Regions from separate parts of the Arachis hypogaea genome. Here region 1 is linked to region 2. Evidence: chromatin contacts called from public Hi-C data. All regions are on one chromosome and are shown on one strand. The core of a region is the stretch at or near the end of the contact, and the rest is flanking DNA. Distances in the headings are between cores, read along the strand shown. Region 1 has its middle 17 kb from the start of LOC112749980. Region 2 holds the start of LOC112749977.

Region 1 (5,213 bases), core at 1,584-4,083, 59 kb before region 2:
AAAATTTAAAAAAAAATCTAAAAGATCAAAGTTTTAAAAGAATTATTATATTTATTTATTGAGATCTAAAAAATTAAAATTTTTAGTATATAACTAATAATAATTTGATAAAATTATTTAAATAAAAATTTCAATACAACAAAAACTAAAATTTAAAAATAAAAACTAATTTTGTAATAATTTAATTATTATTTTTTGTGAAGAGAATTTTGCTTATTAAATTGTAAAACATTATATTAAAATTAGTAAGATTAAGAAATATAAAAAGTTTTACTATTATGAAAGAAAAATAAAAAAAAATATATAAAGACTAATTTAATTAATTTTTAAAATTTTAAGAATAAAAATGATTTACTGAATATTTTTAAAAATTTATTTGGCTCTAAATAAATTTATGAGTTGATGAGATTGTGATACATAACATTAACATATAATAGAAAAGTTTTCAACTATACTCTCAATACCAGTATTTTAGTAATCTTTATCATTAATTTTAATTAATATATATCATATATTTTTTATAATTTAAATCACCAATTAAGATTATTGAAATACTTATATATCTAAAACATTTAAATTTTTTTATATTATATATTATGTTACATAATATTTAATATAATATATTATTATTTAATTAATGAAAAGACTAATTTAGCATATATTTTATTTTTTAATGACTAATATAATTGATTTAATATTTAAAAAACTAATTTAAAACATAAACAATCTTTCGGAACGAATTTAAGTATTTTTCTTTATATATAACTATATTAGTAACATTTACATAGAAGTAATAATTTAGCAGCGTGGTGAAGGTGACTGATGAGTGGTGGACCAAACGACGAGACAGTAGATACGCCGACCAAATGCTGCAAATCCAAATATGCCATTTACATTTACATATGGGAGATTCTGTGGTGCTGTCTGCCAAAATCACTATAGAATGTGGTCTGTATGTGGCATCATCTCTAAGTAACGCGTGTATGGTATGGCTTGCTAAAGAGAGTAAGAGTAATAGAATACTGTTACGGTTTTTTTTTTTTAGTTTTTCCATTTTTGATGTTCCGTTTTTTATGTGTTTAATTAAGTGTTAATGCAAATTTATTGAAACATATAGGATTTTTATATGATTAATAGTGAGAATTTGTTGATACGTAGATGGATATATCATATATGGCACACTATAATTAATAAGAGATATTTTGCAGTATAATTAATATATAACACGGTAATTAAAAATTCTTAATTTAAAATTTTAATAAAATATTAACAAATATTTTAATTGGATAGTTGCATTAAGAAAAAATTCAAAATGATACTATTAAAATACGATAGTGTAACCGTTTTAAAATATTAGTAACTGCATGTTTAAATAATATTAATATCTCATTTAATTTAAATAATAATAAAATATATTAAATTTTTAAATTGGTCCAAATTAAATTATTAATATTTTTTATTATTTTAACAAATTATATTTATATGTATGCCTATAAAAATTATATTTTTTTATTTTTAAATACTCATATCTGATTTACAGTTTAAAATTTATATCTTATAAACAAAATATACTCATAATTAATTTATTTACATTGTAAATAAAATAAATAATAGAATATAAATTCGTAAATTATATCCAAATTATCTATATCAGTAACCGAAACGTTTTAAATTATTTATTTAAAAAAATTTATTATTAATTTTTTATTACTACTTCATAATTATAAATTATTAATTTAATATTCATGTCACCAAATAATCGATTTATTTATTTAAATTTTGTACTAATTGATCGTTAAGTAGATAACATTCAATCGACAACTAATTATAGTAAATAAAAATGAATAAAAAAATGTCATTTAGACATATCGTAAAAAAAAAAATTATTATTTTTTATTTATTTTTATTCAGTATGATTAGTTGTGGATTAAATGTTATCTATTTTACAGTTAATTAATACAAAAATTTAAATAAATAAATCGATTATTTGGTGACATGAATATTGAATTAATAATTTGTAATTATAAAGTAGTAATAAAAATTTAATAACAGATTCTTTTAAATAAATAATTTAAATATTTTAGTTACTGATATAGATAATTTGGATATAATTTACGAATTTATATTTTATTAATTATTTTGTTTACAAAGTAAATGAATTAATTATGAGTATATTTCATTTACAATGTAAATAAGATAAGACATAAATTTTAAATAAATAAAATAGGTGCACCCGTAATATGTTATTTATACTGTAAACGAGATATGAGTATTTAAGAATATAAAAATATAATTTTTATAAGCATACAAATATAATTTGTCAAAATAATAAAAAAATATTAATAATTTAATTTAGACCAATTTAAAAAATAAAAATTAATATATTTTGTTATTATTTAAATTGAATGAGATATTAATATTATTTAAACATGCGGTTACTAATATCTTAAAATGATTATACTAACGTATTTTAATAATATCATTTTGAATCTTTTTCTTAATTTAATTATCCAATTAAAATATTTGTTAATATTTTATTTAAATTTTAAATTTAGAATTTTTAATTACCGTGTTATATATTAATTATACTGCAAAATATCTCTTATTAATTATAGTGTGCCATATATGATATATTCATCTACATATCAACAAATTCTCACTATCAATCATATAAAAATCCGTATATATTTCAACAAATTTTGATTAACACTTAATTAAACACATCAAAAACGAAAAAAAGAAAGGAAAAAAAAACCTGTAACGGTATTCTATTATGCACACTCCTTTTAACCAGCCATACCATACACGCGTCTCTTTAAAATCATGCCACATACAGACTACATCTCATGATGATTTTGACAGACAGTACCATAGAATCTCCCTTTACATATACTACTACTCAAATTTTATGTTTACATTTTTCATAACTCATAAATTGTGCCAAACAAATAGTACCGTAAAAAAAACAAAGAATAATTTAATAAAACAGTAGATGAAATGATGAATTAATAACAGGTGTTCGTTCAAGTTGCATGAACATTTAATTTAATTATTAGTTCCTTCGAATTAATGTTTAAATCAATTTTGTGTATGAAAAAAGTTTCTCCTAGAAATAATTAGTCCTGCCATGCGTTGTAAATAATATAATAATACATGTGATGTTTGATCATAGTACAGAAATTATTTGGTTAAAAGTGGAACAGAAAATAGAACCAGAATAATTTGCAATGAAATAATAAGGCATCTTATCACGTCAATCGATGATTAATTGAATCTGGAGATAGAAGAGAAGATTCTAGAGTTTGGAGTTTGGACACGCAAGCAATGAGTCATCGAATTCTACCTGCTGTCTTTTTTTTTTCTTTTATGTATTTTTCTTGTTAAAACGGTATTTTATTTTGTTTTCTGTTATTTAATTATTTTGTCGTTGCCATTTCACGTGGTCCACGACCACGACAAACAGTGGCATGGAGCTTTCTATCTTCTGTGTGAACACTTGTTTTCTTATTAAAAAATCCTGAACAGTTGGCGCGCTCTTTCTTTTAACAAAATTGTTTCTTGCATGCATTAACTTAATAGCGCTATCATAATACTTTTCTCTTTATTTTTTAATGCTTCACAATTATTGCAATAAAATCTTCCTTGTCATAATCATCAATATGTCATGTCTAAAGATTTGTGTCTCTTTAACTAAAAAAATATAATTTTTTTTGAACAAATGGAGCTCAACACAATAAAATGGAGTAAAAAGAAGACAACACAACAAAATACAAGACATAACTATAAATAAAAAGTTCTGATCTGTTGTCATCTCCGACATTGTCATCAACAACAAAATGGATCAACTCCAAATCATTCCCTGTAACTCAAGAATGACCTAATCTTTACTCCTTCAACACTTGTCTCCACGCTCTGAAACACTCTGCTGTTCCGCTCCAACCAAATGTTCCAAGCAATCGCGCAGAATCCTGTCAGCCATTTCCTTTACTCAGACTTGCCACCTGGAATTCAAGTCCAACTCTCAAAGAACTCTTTACCGGTCCCTGAAATGGTCCATGCTCTATCAGCATACGTCAACCAAGCACACCACACCTGCCATGTAAACTCACAAGCAAAAAATAAATGGTGCACTAATTCTATGTCCTTTTTACACAACACACATATATTGTCATTATGATTAATAATGCCAAGTCTAGTCAGCCTCTCCTTCGTATTGACCCTGCCAACTAATACAAACCATGCAAATAGTTTAACTCTTGGAGGAACACAGCCTCTCCAGATGGAACTAGTGAAGCTGTAACTCGTGATGTCCTCTGAGAGGGTCTCATTCTGCAGCACCTGTACAAACAAATTAGTAGAAAAAACACCTTTTTTGTCAAATTTCCATATAACTGAATCCTCTCTATCAACTGACAATCTTACAACCCGTAGCCAGTCGTGAAGTTGATTGAGCAACTCTAACTCCCATTGGAAGAGTTCTCTCCTTCACTGGAAGTTCCACACCCACTCTAACCCATCCCAAAACCCACAGTCTCCTATTACGGATCCTTGTTGATTTGAAAATGAGAAGAGTCTCGGAAAACAATCTTTCAACGAGCCGCCTTGTATCCAAGCATCCTCCCAAAAACGAGTTCTTCTGCCGTTTCTCACCTCCATGGATAAGCCACTGATCATCATATCTCTTATCTGCTGCTCTTTAATATTAAGCTGACAGATATCTTTCCATGGGCCTCCTCTTGATGGCAAAGGTTGGTTTGACAACATTATAGTTGGGTCCAACTGATTACAGGAGCATACAACTTTCTTCCAAAGCGGGCAGTCCTCCTTTGAGAAGCGCCACCACCACTTGAATAGAAGCGACGCATTTCTAATTAAAGCATCTCCCACCCCCAAACCACCTATTTTTTCGGAGCTTGAACTACCTCCCACTTCACCAGTGGTATCCCGCTATTTCCATCTTCTTTACTCCATAAGAACCTTCTCTGCAGTCCAATTATCTTTTCTGCAACCGCCTTTGGCATCTTATACAAGCTTAAGTAGTAAATCGGCAGGCTATTGAGAATAGATTTTATGAGGACCAACTTACTAGCTTTGTTGAGAGATCGAGCTTTCCATAAGCTCAGCTTGTCTTCCACCTTGTCTATGATTAGTTTCCAACTCTTCACCAACCGAGGGTTAGCGCAAAGAGAAATTCCTAGGTACCTGAGAGGTAG
Region 2 (4,810 bases), core at 1,514-4,013:
ATGCATTGGCACCCCTCAAGTATAAGACACGTTCTAATCTACTAAAAACCTGACTAAAACTCTTGCTAACTTAAGTATTGAAGTCTTTTGCAGGTACCATCCCCATCTCATCATGAGGAACTCGGCCGACGGCACATCGACACCAAAAAGTCGAACGCTACCACTCAAAGGGACCTGAACCTCACTTTCAGACCCAAATCAATATTTCAAGTAACTCTCGGAACATATATATTACAAAATTTTATTAATTTTTAATTAATATTAAACTATGTGGTTAGTTTAAATTCTACAATCTCAAAATTAATACCCGAACTAATTGAGATCGGATTTAATTGGATTTGGTCTGATTATATATAATTATTCATTAGATTCAGAATCAATATAATCAAGTTGGATCGATTTTAAATGAATAATCAAATTATCCATACCCGTATACACCCTTAGTTGGCTGTTAGTGTCTTTGTACACAATATTATGAATGATGGCTTAAAATCATATCTATATAACAAAAAAATGATTTTATTAAGAAATATAATTTTTTTGTATGTATACATTATAAATCTCTTAATTATAAAAATATTGAAAAACAGAAATATCAATTTTGTAAATAAAAAAGATAATTTGTGCATTTAAAATTTATTTGTCACTCAATTTATAATCTAAAACAATTTAGTTTATTATAATTTTTTTCTTATCTCAGACTAAACTATCTAAGAATATTCTATAGAAAATATAAAATATGATATTATCCGCATATAGTACTTGCTCAATGAAGATGTATTATTTATATCAACTAATGTAATCGAAATCCTTCATTCATTTTTCAATTGTCAACAACAGATATACATCACATAAACCATTAATGAAAAATGGCACCAAATACAAAAAAATAAGATAAAAATCACATCAATAAATCAAACATAACAACAACAATAATAAAGCCTTGCCTCATCATTAAATGAAATCTAATACAAAAATCTAACTAGTTTCTGCTATTAATCTTATCATGAATTATGCCAAAAAGTGGTCCGTTTGAATGCAACTACAGATTATAGACTTATTTATAAGCATTTTAATTATATAAATGTTTCATTTGATTTTTGATAATTTTGATAGTACATCGAATCAAACTTAAATAAAAATCTCAATTTGGAGAATAAATATAACTTTTTTTAAAAAAATTAGACTCAATCCAAAAATTATTTAGTATATATATAAAAAAATATATAAAATGATCAATTATATTAAATTGTGACAAATAATATAACAAAATTATAATAAAAAATATGAAATAAATAAGACTTTGAACAGATAAAAAGATAAAATTGAAATTGAAAGACAGTAAAATGCTTGAAAAAATTAAAATAAAATATGTAAAGTAAATAAATGAAAAGAAACGAATTAAAAAAAAAATAAAAAAAAATAAAATAAAAGTGAATTCCAAGACACTCACATATACTTGCATTTTATTATTTTCCAATGTGTCGGTGTGACTTGATTTTTGGCAGAATTTTGTATAATGGTGAAATATTCATATTAAAGTCCTAAACTCTTTTAAATTTCTTCTATTTATATAGATAATAATAGTGGATTACAAAATATTTCTCTCCTTACTACAATCTAACTTTTCTCTTTCTCTTAGGTTTTCACAATTTACGACTTTGTCTTGATTGTGAAAGACTTTATTCTCCAAGGTAGACATCCTACGTTTTTGCTTTTACCTTAGTCTCCAAACCCCCATGTTTTGACTAGTGCTCCAGATAAAGTCACGTGCGGTTTATAAAATTTTGACATAGGTCCTTCTTAACTCGACTCGACCCATCTCATAATCGACATTTTGTTTTCTCATGATCGAGTCTTCACTCCTTCGAAGTTTGGACCATGTGCGATCAACCAATTTCAACCTAGATCTTTTTCAACTTAACTCATCTGAGGCCGTCGATACCCAATTCTAAATTTTGCAATAGGTCGAAATTTTGCACAAATAATAAAAAACATCTATTTTTTTAACTTTATCCTAAAAAAGTAATTACTTTCATATCACTTAAATAGTTATTTAAAATAATAAATATAATTAAATAATATTGTAAAAATTTTTTGTAGATTTTTCTATGAAAATGTTTTATTTTATTGAACAAGAATTGCAGTATAAGGAGCCAATAAACTCAACAATACTTATAAAAATACACTTGCTAAACCTAAGTAGAGATAACCTTAACGACATAGACTAATACTCTTAGATAGTAACAAATAGACTTGGTATATCCAACTAAAATAGAAAAAAAGAAACAACTAGTATGCGTATTTATTTTCATTCGGATTAGATTTATCATCCTCATGTTTTATTTGTTTTGCTTGGGCATTGGTCCCGTTTCAAAAAATAAATAAATAAATGAAAAGCTTTATTGAATTCAGCCCACTATAGAAATAATAACGAAAGTTTTGAATGGAGTCACAGTTATGAAATCCAGCCCCCTAATAAATCTGTATGTCCCTACACATTTTTCTGTGGCAAGTGCCGACCACAATATTAAAGCGCGTTTACACCCCAATAGTTGCAATCATTTCTATGAGGATTTTATTTTTTTTATTATTATTATTTTCGGGAAGGGGTGGGACTGGAATATTTGATTCCAAATTTCAATAATAATAAATTAATAATAATAATAATAAAAGACACAAAAGATTGAATGGATAAGGTGGTGAATGAATACAGTTGGGGGAGTTGGTTTCATAACTGGGGAACCTTCCAGCTTTGCTACAGCACACTAGACCTGGAAGGAAACTCCTAGAATAATTAACTCTACTCGTATACTACTAACTTATTACCCCTTTGAATTATTAATATTATTACTCAATAATGCAAATAATCTAACCAACTTCACCTATTTTTCTCAAATAGTGTTTAGTAGTACAAGCATTAGGCACATAATTTCAAGCCTTTCTTCTAATACAATTTTTCCAAATTAGTAGCCGAAAAAATTGGCACTAATCTTTGGTTCGAGTAAGTTATACCCAATTTTAGTGGTACCCACCAAAATTGACAAAAAAAATCGGAGACTCAAGGATCTTGCTAGGACAAGTGTCATAGCTCAAAAAACCCAATCCAGCCCCCCCTTCTTTTTTTCTTCAACACAATATTACTTAATTTTTATTTTTATTATTATGGAAGTAAGGGTATTGCCGTATTCTGATTGGTCATTGGGTTTTGTGTTGTATGGTAGAAAACGTAGAAAATGTGTGTAACGTCAAAAGACCTTTTTTTTTTTAATTTTTTTTCCAAAGTCTAAAGAAAAGAAAGAGCGCGTAAGTTTTTCTTAATTCTTATTATTGCCATTGCCGTTGCCATATCCAACAAGGTTTCTTCTGCATAGAGGAGGAGATCTTCACAAGGGTCTCTTTCACCTTCAAAGCTTCAACTTTTTTTTCAATTAAAATAAAGTTTGACTCCTTTAAACTTGTTGCTTCCAGAGAGCCTTCTTTTGTTGTTTCGGTATAAAGGAAGGCTCTTTCGTTTGAAATCAATCTCTGGTCTTTTGTTGGTCCTTCTTCTTCTTCTTCCTCTTTCTTCTTCATCTTCTTGTAGACAAGGTGTTTGATAAAATGTTGAGGTTATGGATGGGGTATCTGAAGCTGGTGGAACTGTTTGTGAGCTCTTTGGTTCATTTGCTTTATGGATTCTACATTTTCAGCTCAGCTGTTGCTGGAGATTTATCTGAGTCGCTCAATGAAATTCTGTACCAAAAGCCTAAGAAGATTGTTGATGTCGTCAATAAGGTCAGTGAGAAGAGAATAATTTCTGCTGACGAAGAAAACAGTGCTGCTTCTACCAATGGTTATGATCTTCCTCCTATTGTTCTTGTTCATGGGATTTTTGGATTTGGCAAAGGGGTAAGATTTACCAAGTACCAATCTCCTTTTCTTTTTCTGCTTCAAAGTTACACGTTTTTGTTTTAGCTTTTGTTGGGTTGGGCTAAGTTTTTCTATCTTCCAATGAATAATAATATGATAAATTAATAATATAATTTGATTTTAATTTCTTTGCTGGGTTTTTTATTGTACATGATTGTTGTTTTCTCTTTTAGAAATTGGGTGCTTTGTCATACTTTGCTGGGGCAGAGAAGAAAGATGAAAGGGTTCTGGTTCCGGATTTGGGGTCTTTAACCAGCGTCCATGATAGGTGAGGTTCTAAGGCTTAAGAGAAAAAAAATTAATAATTTATGTCTGATGTTTATCATGGGTTTCCTCTTAATCGGTTTGTGTGTGATTTTCCAACAAATATCTTTTTTAATTCTGATTACTTAATTATTTATTTATTTATTTTTATTTCAGGGCACGAGAATTGTTCTATTATTTGAAGGGTGGCCAAGTTGATTATGGAGAAGAGCACAGCACGGCTTGTGGACACTCTCAATTTGGAAGAATTTATGAACAAGGTTCGAGGGATCATTCATTCATTCAATGCTTTCAGTTTGTTCTTGTTCTTTTGCACCGAACTCTGTTCTGCTTCCTTTGTATTTTTCCAGAGTTTCAATGGTGCATTTGTTGTGTTATTGGCAGGGCACTACCCTGAATGGGACGAGGATCACCCTATTCACTTTGTTGGACACTCGGCTGGAGCACAAGTTGTTCGTGTCATGCAACAAATGCTTGCTGATAAGGTTTTGATCCCTGATTTTCTCTGTCCTATTGGCACATAATGAGGTTGTCTTGTTTTATTTGTTGGTGTTCGTTCTTTTTGATAATTTGGTGTTCTAAATTTGTCTTCAGGCATTCAAGGGATATGAAAATACATCAGAACATTGGGTAT

The links. A called contact is a pair of places that touch in the nucleus more often than the background predicts.
Region 1: a Hi-C map of leaf shows a contact between it and region 2, with 3 times the contacts expected there. The contact joins the enhancer-like site here to the promoter of LOC112749977 in region 2. A contact is called at or near these places in 5 of 8 Hi-C or Micro-C datasets (leaf and an unstated tissue).

What each region holds. Positions count from the first base shown.
Region 1 is chr15:23,397,306-23,402,518 of arahy.Tifrunner.gnm2.J5K5, reverse strand. No RefSeq gene overlaps it. Among protein-coding and RNA genes, the nearest start is that of LOC112749980, 17 kb to the left of the region's middle. Within about 2 kb of position 2,833, at least 1 of the 3 cell types and tissues checked has open chromatin away from gene starts, as enhancers often do.
Region 2 is chr15:23,338,206-23,343,015 of arahy.Tifrunner.gnm2.J5K5, reverse strand. LOC112749977 reads left to right here and starts at 2,763. Exons shown (of 8, transcript XM_025798446.3): 1 at 2,763-3,891; 2 at 4,086-4,180; 3 at 4,333-4,436; 4 at 4,561-4,661; 5 at 4,771-4,810. The coding sequence starts at 3,604.